Regions from separate parts of the Rattus norvegicus genome. Here region 2 is linked to region 1. The links are chromatin contacts, called in public Hi-C maps. All regions are on one chromosome and are shown on one strand. Each heading gives the region's core, a stretch centred on a gene start, on an enhancer-like site or on the middle of the called end of the contact. The rest is flanking DNA. Distances are from core to core; before and after follow the strand shown.

Evidence for each region. A called contact is a pair of places that touch in the nucleus more often than the background predicts.
Region 2: a contact with region 1 is called in a Hi-C map of the A7r5 cell line, with 6 times the contacts expected there. The contact joins two enhancer-like sites. A contact is called at or near these places in 7 of 12 Hi-C or Micro-C datasets (the A7r5 cell line, the Rat2 cell line, Schwann cells and 4 more).

The regions. Positions count from the first base shown.
Region 1 is chr20:11,381,728-11,387,059 of GRCr8, reverse strand. LOC102556115 (a long non-coding RNA gene) reads left to right here. Exons shown (of 3, transcript XR_005497673.2): 3 at 1-1,151. Among named protein-coding and RNA genes, the nearest start is that of Pofut2, 7.0 kb to the right of the region's middle. Within about 2 kb of position 3,264, at least 17 of the 93 cell types and tissues checked have an H3K27ac peak or open chromatin away from gene starts, as enhancers often do. A contact at or near this core is called in the A7r5 cell line, where this site is marked.
Region 2 is chr20:11,562,839-11,568,170 of GRCr8, reverse strand. It overlaps Col18a1 (collagen type XVIII alpha 1 chain), which reads right to left. Exons shown (of 41, transcript NM_053489.2): 18 at 4,851-4,886; 19 at 4,271-4,342; 20 at 3,979-4,014; 21 at 3,616-3,705; 22 at 2,599-2,628; 23 at 2,459-2,485; 24 at 2,080-2,142; 25 at 1,711-1,785. Among named protein-coding and RNA genes, the nearest start is that of Slc19a1, 35 kb to the left of the region's middle. Within about 2 kb of position 2,935, at least 6 of the 93 cell types and tissues checked have an H3K27ac peak or open chromatin away from gene starts, as enhancers often do. A contact at or near this core is called in the A7r5 cell line, where this site is marked.

The DNA of each region.
Region 1 (5,332 bases), core at 2,015-4,514:
ATGGCCAAAGCCCAGTGCTATCTCAACTCCACTATATCAGCCTGGCAGGGCTGGTATTATCAATCCAGGCTGAGCATGAAAAGCACTTGTGCTAGCCACCAACAGAAGCAAAGGCTGCTTTCTTCCCATGAGCCTCAGGGGGATGTAGGACCCAAACTATGTATCTATCTACTTCCTGTTCATGGGTGAGGCCTCCTTTGCGGAGGCCACTGTGGGGCTGCATCACTAGCTCAGCCCCGTGGGAAGAGCATCCTTCCCAAATTCTGGTAGGGACCAGAGCTGCTGGCTCAGTCTGGCACTTGGGGGAAGATTTTGTAGTTTCACGTATCAGGAAAAGCTAAGAAAAGGTGTTAACAGCAGCAAGACAGAAACAGGAAAGCTGTCTGTGTGATGTCACGGGGGACTGAGAAAGTTGTCACAGCTTTGTCCTTAGAGTGATGCTAGGCTATGAAGTTGTACCCCAACACTTGGAACTAATGTTATGGGGACAGAACGGCCAGCAGATCCAACAGTAAGGGACAAGATGGAGCTACTTCTCAAGACCCAGTAGCATCTCAAAGCCAATGTCCCAGTTGTCCCCAACTGTCAACACAGTAGTAACAGAATCTCTGCCAAGACGTGTTTTGAAACTCCATAACTGATTTTAGACTTTGCATGGGAGGGAAAAGGTGGGCGTATTGCAGAGAAATCTTACAGGGCAAGCAAAGGACTTGCTGTGTAATCACTGCCCTACGTCATTGTGTTTGTGGGTGAGGACTGAGGGGGGACAGAGAACCAAGTTCACAGGGGGCTCAACTGTGCTCTGAAGAGGGCAGGTGGTGTCACTGTGGAATTAAGAGGGACACGGAAGTTAAGGTGGAGGTGGCTTCCTGAGGTGGCTGTTTCTTATTCCTAGAAGGAAACATTTTGAGGAAAACCATCAGGAAGGCATGGGGGAGGGTATCTAAACAGGACGGAAAGGGGAAAGGCTCCACCTGGGGGCCCAAGCCAAGTGCTGTTTAATGGATGTCCAGACTTAGGTTTCTCCCATTCCTATTGTATAAATTGGTTACTTTGTTTCTCTGCTGCTGGGTCTTTTGTCTTTTCCAGTTGTTCAAGAGAGGGACCTAACCCCAGACAATTATTAGCTCCATTGTTACACTTCAAAGGGATTTTGGCAAGAGGGTGGGGGTGGGGGCAGTGGGGGACCTGGAGGGGTGGGGTGGGGGTGTAGAGAGAAGGCTCAGTTGGTAGAATGCTTGTCGAGCATGCACAAGGCTCTATCCTCTGTACCACGGTAACTGGGCATGGTGGCGTGCCCCTGTAATCCCAGCATTTCAGAGGTGAAAGGATCAGAAATTTAAGGTCATTCTCAGCTACATAAGGAGCTGGAGGCCAGCCTGGGATTCTTGAGACACTATCTGAAACAAAGAAAGAAAGAACAGTTTCCCAATAAATGTGGCACTGGCTGTGCTGGAAAGAATATAAAACTTGCCTCACACAGCCCTAGGGATAAATGAAGGGCATTTTCTGACCCATGGGCACTTGTCTTTTGTAATCTCTAACACCACACACACACACACACACACACACACACACACACACACACACACACACACACACACAGAGGGGTGGAGGAGATAGGAAGGAGAGAGAGAGGAGAGAGAGAGAGAAGAGAGGAGAGATAGAGAGGGGGGGGGCTAGAGAGGTCAGTATTCTGGGTGGAATGCAGCTGCTACCCAGGACAGCAATGGGCCATGTTTATGAGATCCAGGGACAATAGGGGTGTGGCCATCCTTTCCTTGGCTTAGGTGTGCACTGGTCCAGCATCAGCAGACGACATTAAGTTGGATCATGTGGAGCAAGAGTGGCGTCTGAGCCAACCCCTGCTGGGTTCCGGACTACAGACAAGCTCAAAACCAGGTGGACAGCTCACCTCGGTGACTGGTGCCTTCGGAACCTCACCCAGCCACTGCCAACACTTGTGTCAGTCCTGTGGCTCCTACAGAGGGCTCCACAGCATCTGCCCAGAGACCACAGACCACAGACCACGGTCTGTTTCATGTTCAGCTCTATGAAACTGGGAAGTTGTCACTTAGATGGCTCTGAGACCCAAGCCGGACAGATGCAGAGCCCAGCCCTTCCGGGTCCCCAGCCAGGCCTGCATTCTGAGTTGGCTACAGTCTGTGTAGGTTTGAGCGTTGGCTCCGGAACTCTGTGTTTCCCTGTTTGTCAATGTTTTTGGGTCCCAGATAGGGGGTTTCAGGCTTCTTGTAAAGTCTGTCCCCTCCCCTGTTCCTGGATCTTTCAGAGAGAGAGAGAGAGAGAGAGAGAGAGAGAGAGAGAGAGAGAGAGAACTCAGCAATGCTGCTTAAAGCTTTGTTGTCTTTGCAGAACCTGCAGCCTTCAGCTATGGAGCCCCCAGGTTGCGTGCAACTGTGACCCTGTAATAAAACCAGAGGTTTCTCATGAATCAGAAAAGCTCCATGAATGCCTCATTCCTAGGAAGCCTGGCGTCCACCCACCCTGCCTGCATCTCCCTACATTGCCATCAAGGGGAAGAAGACTGTCCTTGAGCCCAGTCCTGCAAACACAGCAAGCAGCTTGTTTAAATAAGGCACATTACGCACTTTGTGACATTTGCCAATGTTTGGGTCCCAGATAGGCCTGTGGAGTGGATTCTCACAGCCCCGAGCAACTCCAATCTTCCTCAGGAAAATGGGTTCCACATATCAGCTCCTGGAGAGTACCCACAGGAAGGCTAGATTTCCTCTGTGGGGAATGCTGTCCCGTGTCTTGCTCTAGCTGGGGAGAAGACCCCTAGGATAAGAGGTAACCCCAAGTGCAGGGGAACCCCTAGATCCACGGGCTTAACTGTTAACATTAGTCCAACCCTTCAGGGTCTACCCCGAAGCACAAATCTGCATTCCATGCTGCACCTTGGCAAGCCCCCGGACCCCCACTTCTAAGTGAACCCCATGCCTGGTCACATCTCAGGCATTTGATGGCTTAGTTCCACGGGCACTCCTCAAGCTGTGCCATCTCTGAGGGCTCCCTTTGCAGATAGTCTCAAGCTCCTTTGAGAAACCCTTTTGAATATGGCCTTTAGCCATAGATACAAAAACCGGAACTCCCTGCCCGGCTGGTGACTCACCAAGCATTTACCTCCCAGCACATTTCCAGAGACAAAGCCAGGATTTTATGACCATGGGATTATGATGAGCGAGAGGTTGGAATTCCACAAGAAAGCCCCAAACTTCAGCACGTGAATCCTGGTAACTGACTGGGTAAACAGAAAGGCCCTATTTGGGACATGCACGTCTGTGCCCCAAGACACCAGTTCCCAGTGTCTGGACTCTCGGTCTGCCGCCAGCCTACTGCTCCCACCATCTGCTCCCTTTGGTGGCTGGGGAAGCTTCCTTGCCTCTACGGGCAGCGGTTCAACCCTTGACCTACTTCATAACTGTGGTGTGGTCTCCAATGAAGTTCCTACGATACTTTCCCATCCTCAGCCCTTACCTTCCTATGGTCGGCCCGTGGTGGCTACCAGTTTGCCCCTAATGTATACCTCTCAACCCTTTCTATTGGCCCCGCTGGGTGCCTATGCATGTGGCTTCCACATTGTAACATGACAGCATAGCTGTCCCCAAGCATGGCAGGGAGCCAGATCCTTTCTGGGCCCCTCCCTACTTGTTCCCTGACTGAAGAGTCCCACATTCCCACCCCCATCCCTATATTACGGAGCCCCAGCTTCCAAGGGGGTCTGCCTGTTTCAAAGGAGAACCTCGTTGCTGTTTGGGCCAGGGACCTATGCCCCGGCCTCAGGACACTGTTCTCTCTGGGAATGGAGTACTTGTGCTGACACTTCTGATACCTGATGACAGAAAAAGCCTTGAGTGCTAGTATGTGTGTGTCTGCTGTTTGTCTATCTGTCTCTTTCTGTGTGTGTCTATCTCTGTCTGTGTGTGACTATCTCTGTCTGTCTCTGTGTGTGTCTATCTCTGTCTGTCTCTTTCTGTGTGTGTCTCTGTCTCTCTGTGTGTGTATCTGTCTGTCTCAGTGTGTCTGTCTCCTTGTGTGTCTGTCTGTGTGTATGTGTGTGTGTATCTGTCTATCTCTGTCTGTCTCTGTCTCTGTGTGTGTGTATGTGTGTGTGTTTGTGTGTGTGTGTGTGTGTGTGTGTGTGTGTGTGTGTGTGTGTGTGTGTAAAACTTTGGACATTTCTAAGTGCAGCCCTGTGAACAAGATATACCTGCCAAGACTGAGATCAAATCAGGCTTCTTCTTTCCTCTGGTGAGGCCCTTAGCCCTGTCTTTGTGGGAAGCCTCAGCAGTCAGGCGCCAACTGCATGGAGGACCAAGGCCTGATCTTGGAGTTCTCTAGGAACAAGACCCAGTGGTCTGTACCCTTTTGTCTATTTCTGGTCTCAGCCCTGGTCTGACCACCCACTCTTCCTTTTGGGCCTGCTAACCTTCCCAGCTCCAGCAGAAGAGCTTCCAGAGAAAGGCTCGCCCGCCCTCTTGTGGCTGCATTGCTGAGGTAAGGTACAGCTGTATTCCAGTGAGCTCCCTGCTCCCCGGACAACCGAAGTCACCTTCACTGTAGACAGGGAGAGGAGGGGGCTGCTTCCGGCTGTTCCTTGCTGGGGCTTTTCTGGTTTTTGTGGTTCGGTGGGTTTTGTTTGTGACAGGGTCTCATGCATCCCAAGTCGTGGCCTGTAACTCATTCTACAACCAAGGGTGACCTTAAACTTCTGATTCTCCTGCTTCAGTCTCCCAATGCGTTAGGGTTACAAGTGCGCTCCACCACACCCTGTCTTAGGCAGCACCAGGGATGGGCACTGAGCCTGTGTGAGGAAGACAGACAGACAGAAGGGAACGGACAGATTGACAGACACTTTGTAAAGCGCCTACAAAGAGTCCTGGGCCTTGTCTTCTGGTTACTGTTGCTGTGATGGGACGCTGTGAACAAAAGCAATTTGGAGAGGAAAGCGTTTGCTGGCTTACTCTTCCCATCACTGTTCATCATTGAAGGAAGCCGCGGGAACAGGAACTCAAGTAGGGCAGGAACCTGGAGGCAGGCGCTGAGACCGGCGGAGTGCTGTTTAGTGGGTTGTCCTTGCTCCCCCTGGCTTGCTCAGCCTGCTTTCTTATAGAACCCAGGACCTCCAGCCCAGGGATGGCGCCACCCACCATGGACAGGGCCCTCCCCCATCAATCACCAAACAAAAAAATGCTCTATTAGAGATCACAGAGTTGGGGTTGGGGATTTAGCTCAGTGGTAGAGTGCTTGCCTAGCAAGCGCAAGGCCCTGGGTTCGGTCCCCAGCTCCGGGAAAAAAAAAAAAAGAGATC
Region 2 (5,332 bases), core at 1,686-4,185, 180 kb before region 1:
ATAACCATCCCAGTGGGACAGGGCAGACACTAGCATTAGGGACTGTTGTGGTCATTATTTAAAAAATAGGACCTTTTCTCCCAGGCTAGTGTTGGCACCGTAGGACCACATGGCATCTGCGGGGTACCTTCATCTCAGTGGCGACTGGTTCCAGTGTGGCACCACACCATGTTACCTCTAGTTATCCTCTAGCCCCCACTGCTAATCACTCTCTCCTGGCTGGCAAGCCAGGGACTCTCTGTTCCCAGCAACCTGGTAAAATCAGGACTCTAGAGGTCCGGCAGCGGCTGGCTGGCCTATCTCGGCTCTCTGCCATGGACTCTGCCCACACTCCCAGCATCCACCCCCTGGTCCCAGCAGTGGCTAACCTCCCACCACTCCCTGCCACTGCTCTGTTTACATTCCCAACACCCGCCCCCTAATAGTTACGGTATGAACTCCCAGCAAGCCATTAAAGCCAACTCAACAAGCTATAATTTAGCAATCAGATTTATATGTTAAATTCTCAATCCGCAATACTTCCACACAATAAACTCGCAACCAATTGATAAGTTGACCTCTAGAAATCCATCCCTTAAGAAATATCCCTGGGGTTGGGGATTTAGCTCAGTGGTAGAGCGCTTGCCTAGCAAGCGCAAGGCCCTGGGTTCGGTCCCCAGCTCGGGGAAAAAAAAGGAAAAAAAAAAAAAAAGAAAAAAAGAAAAGAAAAAGAAATATCCCATAACTAACTATGGCTACTTAAGGCCACATAGATCTGGGTCGTCCTTTTCTGCCTCCATCTCCTCCATCTTGGTTCTTCTTTTTGTCCCTTCTCCCCCGCCTTACAAAAATTTTGTTCCCGGCCTTACTTTTTTTTTTTTGGAGCTGGGGACCGAACCCAGGGCCTTGCACTTGCTAGGCAAGCGCTCTACCACTGAGCCAAATCCCCAACCCCCCCCCCCCGCCTTACTTTTTACTGTCCAATCGTGGGCCTTTGACCCACCCTGTACCAGCCCTCACCTGCATAAAGACATCAACCTACCAGGAACGAGGTCCAACTTAAGGCACAGATGGGTGTTCCCTGAGTCCCCGAGGATGGGTTCAACTTACAAAGCCCATAGCTAAGGGCCGAATTCTATAGCGCCTCTGGGAGCAGAGGGTTCTCTGGGCCTGGGGAATCTAGTATCTAGTTAAGGTCACCTTCTAACAACACTGTAGGCCAGTGAGAAATTATTCCTCAGAGGCACTGTGGCTTGCCAAGGCCCCTCCCCCAGTGCCTCCTTGGAAGGGCCGCAGGGGTGGGAACCTAAAACACAGAACAAGTCCTAGCCAGCCAAGCAGTTCTGTGCTCAGTTCCTGCAGGCGCAGGTCCATAGGAAGGGGGAGGTCTAGATACCTGTTACACAGGGTAAATGAACACGGCCCCCCAAGGTCTTGGTCCCTTTCATCTCTCATAGAAAGAAGGCCTGGCAGTGGTCAGTATCACTAGCCTCCTATAGGTGACTTTGGCCTACAGGACCGAAGTATAATGTAAGTCATTGGCAGGTATGGGAGCCATGAGAACATACCCAAAATGGTTGCCAGGGGCAAAGGTCAGAGGGTGTCATGATCTTGCTTCTCTATTGGAACACCTCCCCAACACACACACACACACACACACACACACACACACACACACACACACACACACACACACGCTGTCTTCACAGTATTAGGGAACCCCAACCTCACCTTGGCTCCCTTCTGGGCCTGGCCCAGGGCTGTGCCATCAGGGCTAAAGATACTGCCTGGTTCTCCCTTCTCACCCTGGAAAAGCAAGACAGGAAAAGACAGGTCAGGGCTCACCCATTGGCTTTCAGATACCCACAAACCAGAAGCAGCAAAGGGAGGGGGGGTCTTGGCCTCTATGGGAGAGTTTATGACCAGAGCCCTCTGAGACAGAGTAACAGAGATGGCATATTCCAGGATTCTCAGGGCCCAGCCTGCCCCAAGAGCCATCGTCTAGATAGATAAGATAGAATTATCTTGCCTGTAGCAGGGGCAGCAATAAGGCTACACCTGGTTCCTGAGAAAGGAGCACAAGGCACCCCAGTCCTTTACCTTGGGCCCTGGAAGACCCTGCTCGCCTTTGGAACCCAGGTCACCCTTCGGTCCAGCAGGTCCCTGTAGTGACGATCAGATCAGAATGAGGATCCATGACCCACTGTTCCTCAGTCCCCATAACTCCCATAGCCCCTGTCCCATGTTTGCTCACGGGCCAGCCCTTCAGAGTGGTGAACAATTGCACGTGGCAAGGGACACTATGCTACACCGTCCAGACCCCATTTTCTTCCTGAGAGCATCATGACCTCAAGGACAGTGACTGTCCCCACCCAAGCTTACACTGCTGTCCTGTGCTTACCAGGAGCATAGCCCACGCCCACCCCCAGTGTCAGGGTATTGCTAGACAAGCATGTGCCTTGGAAGCAAAGCTACTTACAGGAAAGCCTGCGTACCCTGGCTTGCCCTGTGAAGAGAAGGGGGCACCATGAGTTGTGGGGACACCCTGCTCTCACTGGTGTTCTAACCCAGCCGCCCCGGACCCTCTCTGAACTTTCTTAGAAGCAAGATGGCGCTTACCTCAGGTCCCGGCGTGCTTACTACAGCTCTCTGTCCCCACGCCACCAGGAAATACAAATTCGAGGGGAAGAAAAGAAAGCCACCTTTGAGTTGAAAGTCACCTGCTATCACATTAGCCACAAGCTCAGCAAAGCTAGCCCGAAGTGGAACTTAGAAGAAAACTGTATTTTTAGCGGTGTGCCTGGACTCTCTGTAGGCGGCCAGCTGACAGCTGACCCATTTCGTGGGGGGGTCCCCCTTTCCAGCTTGGGGTGGCTCTCCAATCCTGTTACATACAGATCCTGCTGCATGTGACCGTCCTGTGGAGACAGCTCCACCTACTGGAGGGCTTCTCCTATGCCTTGCTGTCAAGCCAATGTCCCCTGAATAAAGGCCAGCTCCGGCTTTTGATCTACCCTGGTCCCAGAGCCCTTGACCTTGACCCTGCACTGTGGTGTCTGGCCCACTCTTGGAAGCATGAGGCCCGGGCTAGGCTCTCTTGTGACCAACTCACATCCTTCCTCCCAGGACCATATCATGCCCATCTCAGAACTGAGGGAACAGACTCCAGAAAGTGAAGTAACCAGCCGGGATCACAAATGACAACTACAGCTGGATTTGGGCCTAGTTAGTGGCCCAACCATGCTCTGGCTCTGTCCGGGGGAAGCCTCTCCCTGGCATGCTCAGCTCCTCGGGGCCCCGAATCTCCCTCTCAGTGACTCAGGCTTCTCGCTGCAGAGGCGTGAGCTTGGGCAGCAGCTCAGCTCCTGGGTTCTGTGGTGGGGCTGTGAGGGACCCGTTTACTCTGGGCCTGGACCCTTTGGATATGTTGCTTCGGCGAGCCCAACAGGGCAACGGTAGCTTCTACAGTCTAGAAGGCCTAGAAGCTTTGGCAAGGAGAGAACTTGTAGCCAACACAAGACAGCCTTTTCCTGAGAAGCCAGGGCCCCTCTCGTGTCCTTCTGATGAGGCAGTTAGACCATCTTAAGGCAGTACCTAGACCGAGGAATGAACCCCACAGCACTCCAGGGTACTTACATCCTCATTTGACACATAGATCACAGGCCCTGGGGGGCCTGGAGGGCCAGGGAGGCCTGGCCGACCTACTCCATCTTTTCCTGGGTTTCCCTGGAAGAGAACAAAGAGAACGGTAGAGAGGTGAACATTCCAGTGTCTGGCCAGATCCCAAGAGCCAACCCACGGTCCAGGTACTAGGTTTGTAGAGAGTAGCTGAGGCCATCCCTGCTAACACAAGGGTCTCTCTCTGCTCAACTCTCTGATATCACGAGGGCAGCCAGGTGGTTTGGGCCTGAGGCAGGGGCTTAATGGGACTCCCCACCCCCAGGCCTGGGCAGCTCAACTCTTTGTCCCCTCTGTAACTCCGGCTACAGAGACACTTACCTTTTCTCCCTGGGTCCCTTTCTCTCCTTTGGGTCCCTGCAGAGACAGGAAATGAGTCCTTGTAGACAGAGGCAGAGTCCCTTCAGGGACCAGCCTACCTGAGCCTGGCTTGCAATGCAGACAAGGACTCTACGTTTCCTCGAGCCTTGGAGACTAGAGAGAGGGGGACCCCCAAATCCCCAACTAGGCTTGCACTGGGCTCCACAAGGCACAGTGTAGCAGGTTGGGGACACAGATGTCCAGGATACCCCAGTTCCCTTCCCAAGGGCTTCTTTTCTGCCCCCTCACTTACCGGGGGCCCAGCTACACCCTCTCTTCCTGGGAGACCAGGGATGCCCTGGACTCCGTCTGCTCCAACTTCTCCCTGAAGCACACAAATAAAAGATACAGAGTCAGCCCTGCAGCCCGCAGGAGCAGAGACTCCTAGAGAGGGGGCCACAGCAACCATGGATGGGTACGGCCATCACCTAGGTTTCTATGGGCTACTGGCTCAAGCCCTGGAGGGTAAGACAACTCTCCCCTTGAGAGGTGAGGAAGATGGGGTAAAGGGAGGATGGTAACAGGGAAGAGGGAAGGGAGGAAACTTATTTTCCCTTAATTAGTGCAGGGCTCTGTGGGTGTGCCCTACGACAAGGACTTAACGTGGGTAGTTTGCTCTGAATCAGGCATGTTAAGTTACAGAGACAGAAGTAGACTGGAGGAACCAGAACCAGAACCGCATAGGGGGTCTCATTCATCCTCCTCTTAGGCCTGGCTGCCTCTGATATGCCTGACCTACCCTCACCTATGGCCTACAGGGCATGCTTTCTGGTCTCTTCAGGCCCTCCCAATCCCCAGTGGACCGTGTGCCCGACCCTGGGTGAAGTACGTACCTTGGCCCCAGGTGGCCCAGTCACTCCAGGATCCCCCTACGTGGACAAAAGGTTCCATAAACTTGGGTTATCAGCTGGCCCACCCCCAAACCAAGGTGCATTCTCCTCTGTTAATCACTCAGGATTCTCGGTCCTAGCACTTAGGCTCTCCTCCCAATGGTCCTAGAATCCTTGGTGACTAAGCTGAGACCTAGAGGCCCACACTGGTGAAAGGTACAAAATGTATCCCAGCATCACGGCGGTTGGATAGTTCTGGAGAGCGTGTAAAAGCAGGAGGCAGGTCTTAGCATCTCCACTGTTAGAAACAAGTCCTCTGAAGTAACTTCTTAACATTAAAAAAAAGGGGGGGTTGGGGATTTAGCTCAGTGGTAGAGCGCTTGCCTAGCAAGCGCAAGGCCCTGGGTTTGGTCCCCAGCTCTGAACAAAAAGAAAAGAAAAGAAAAGAAAAAAAAGAGTCCAGTATAAGCCCATCTGAAATCCCA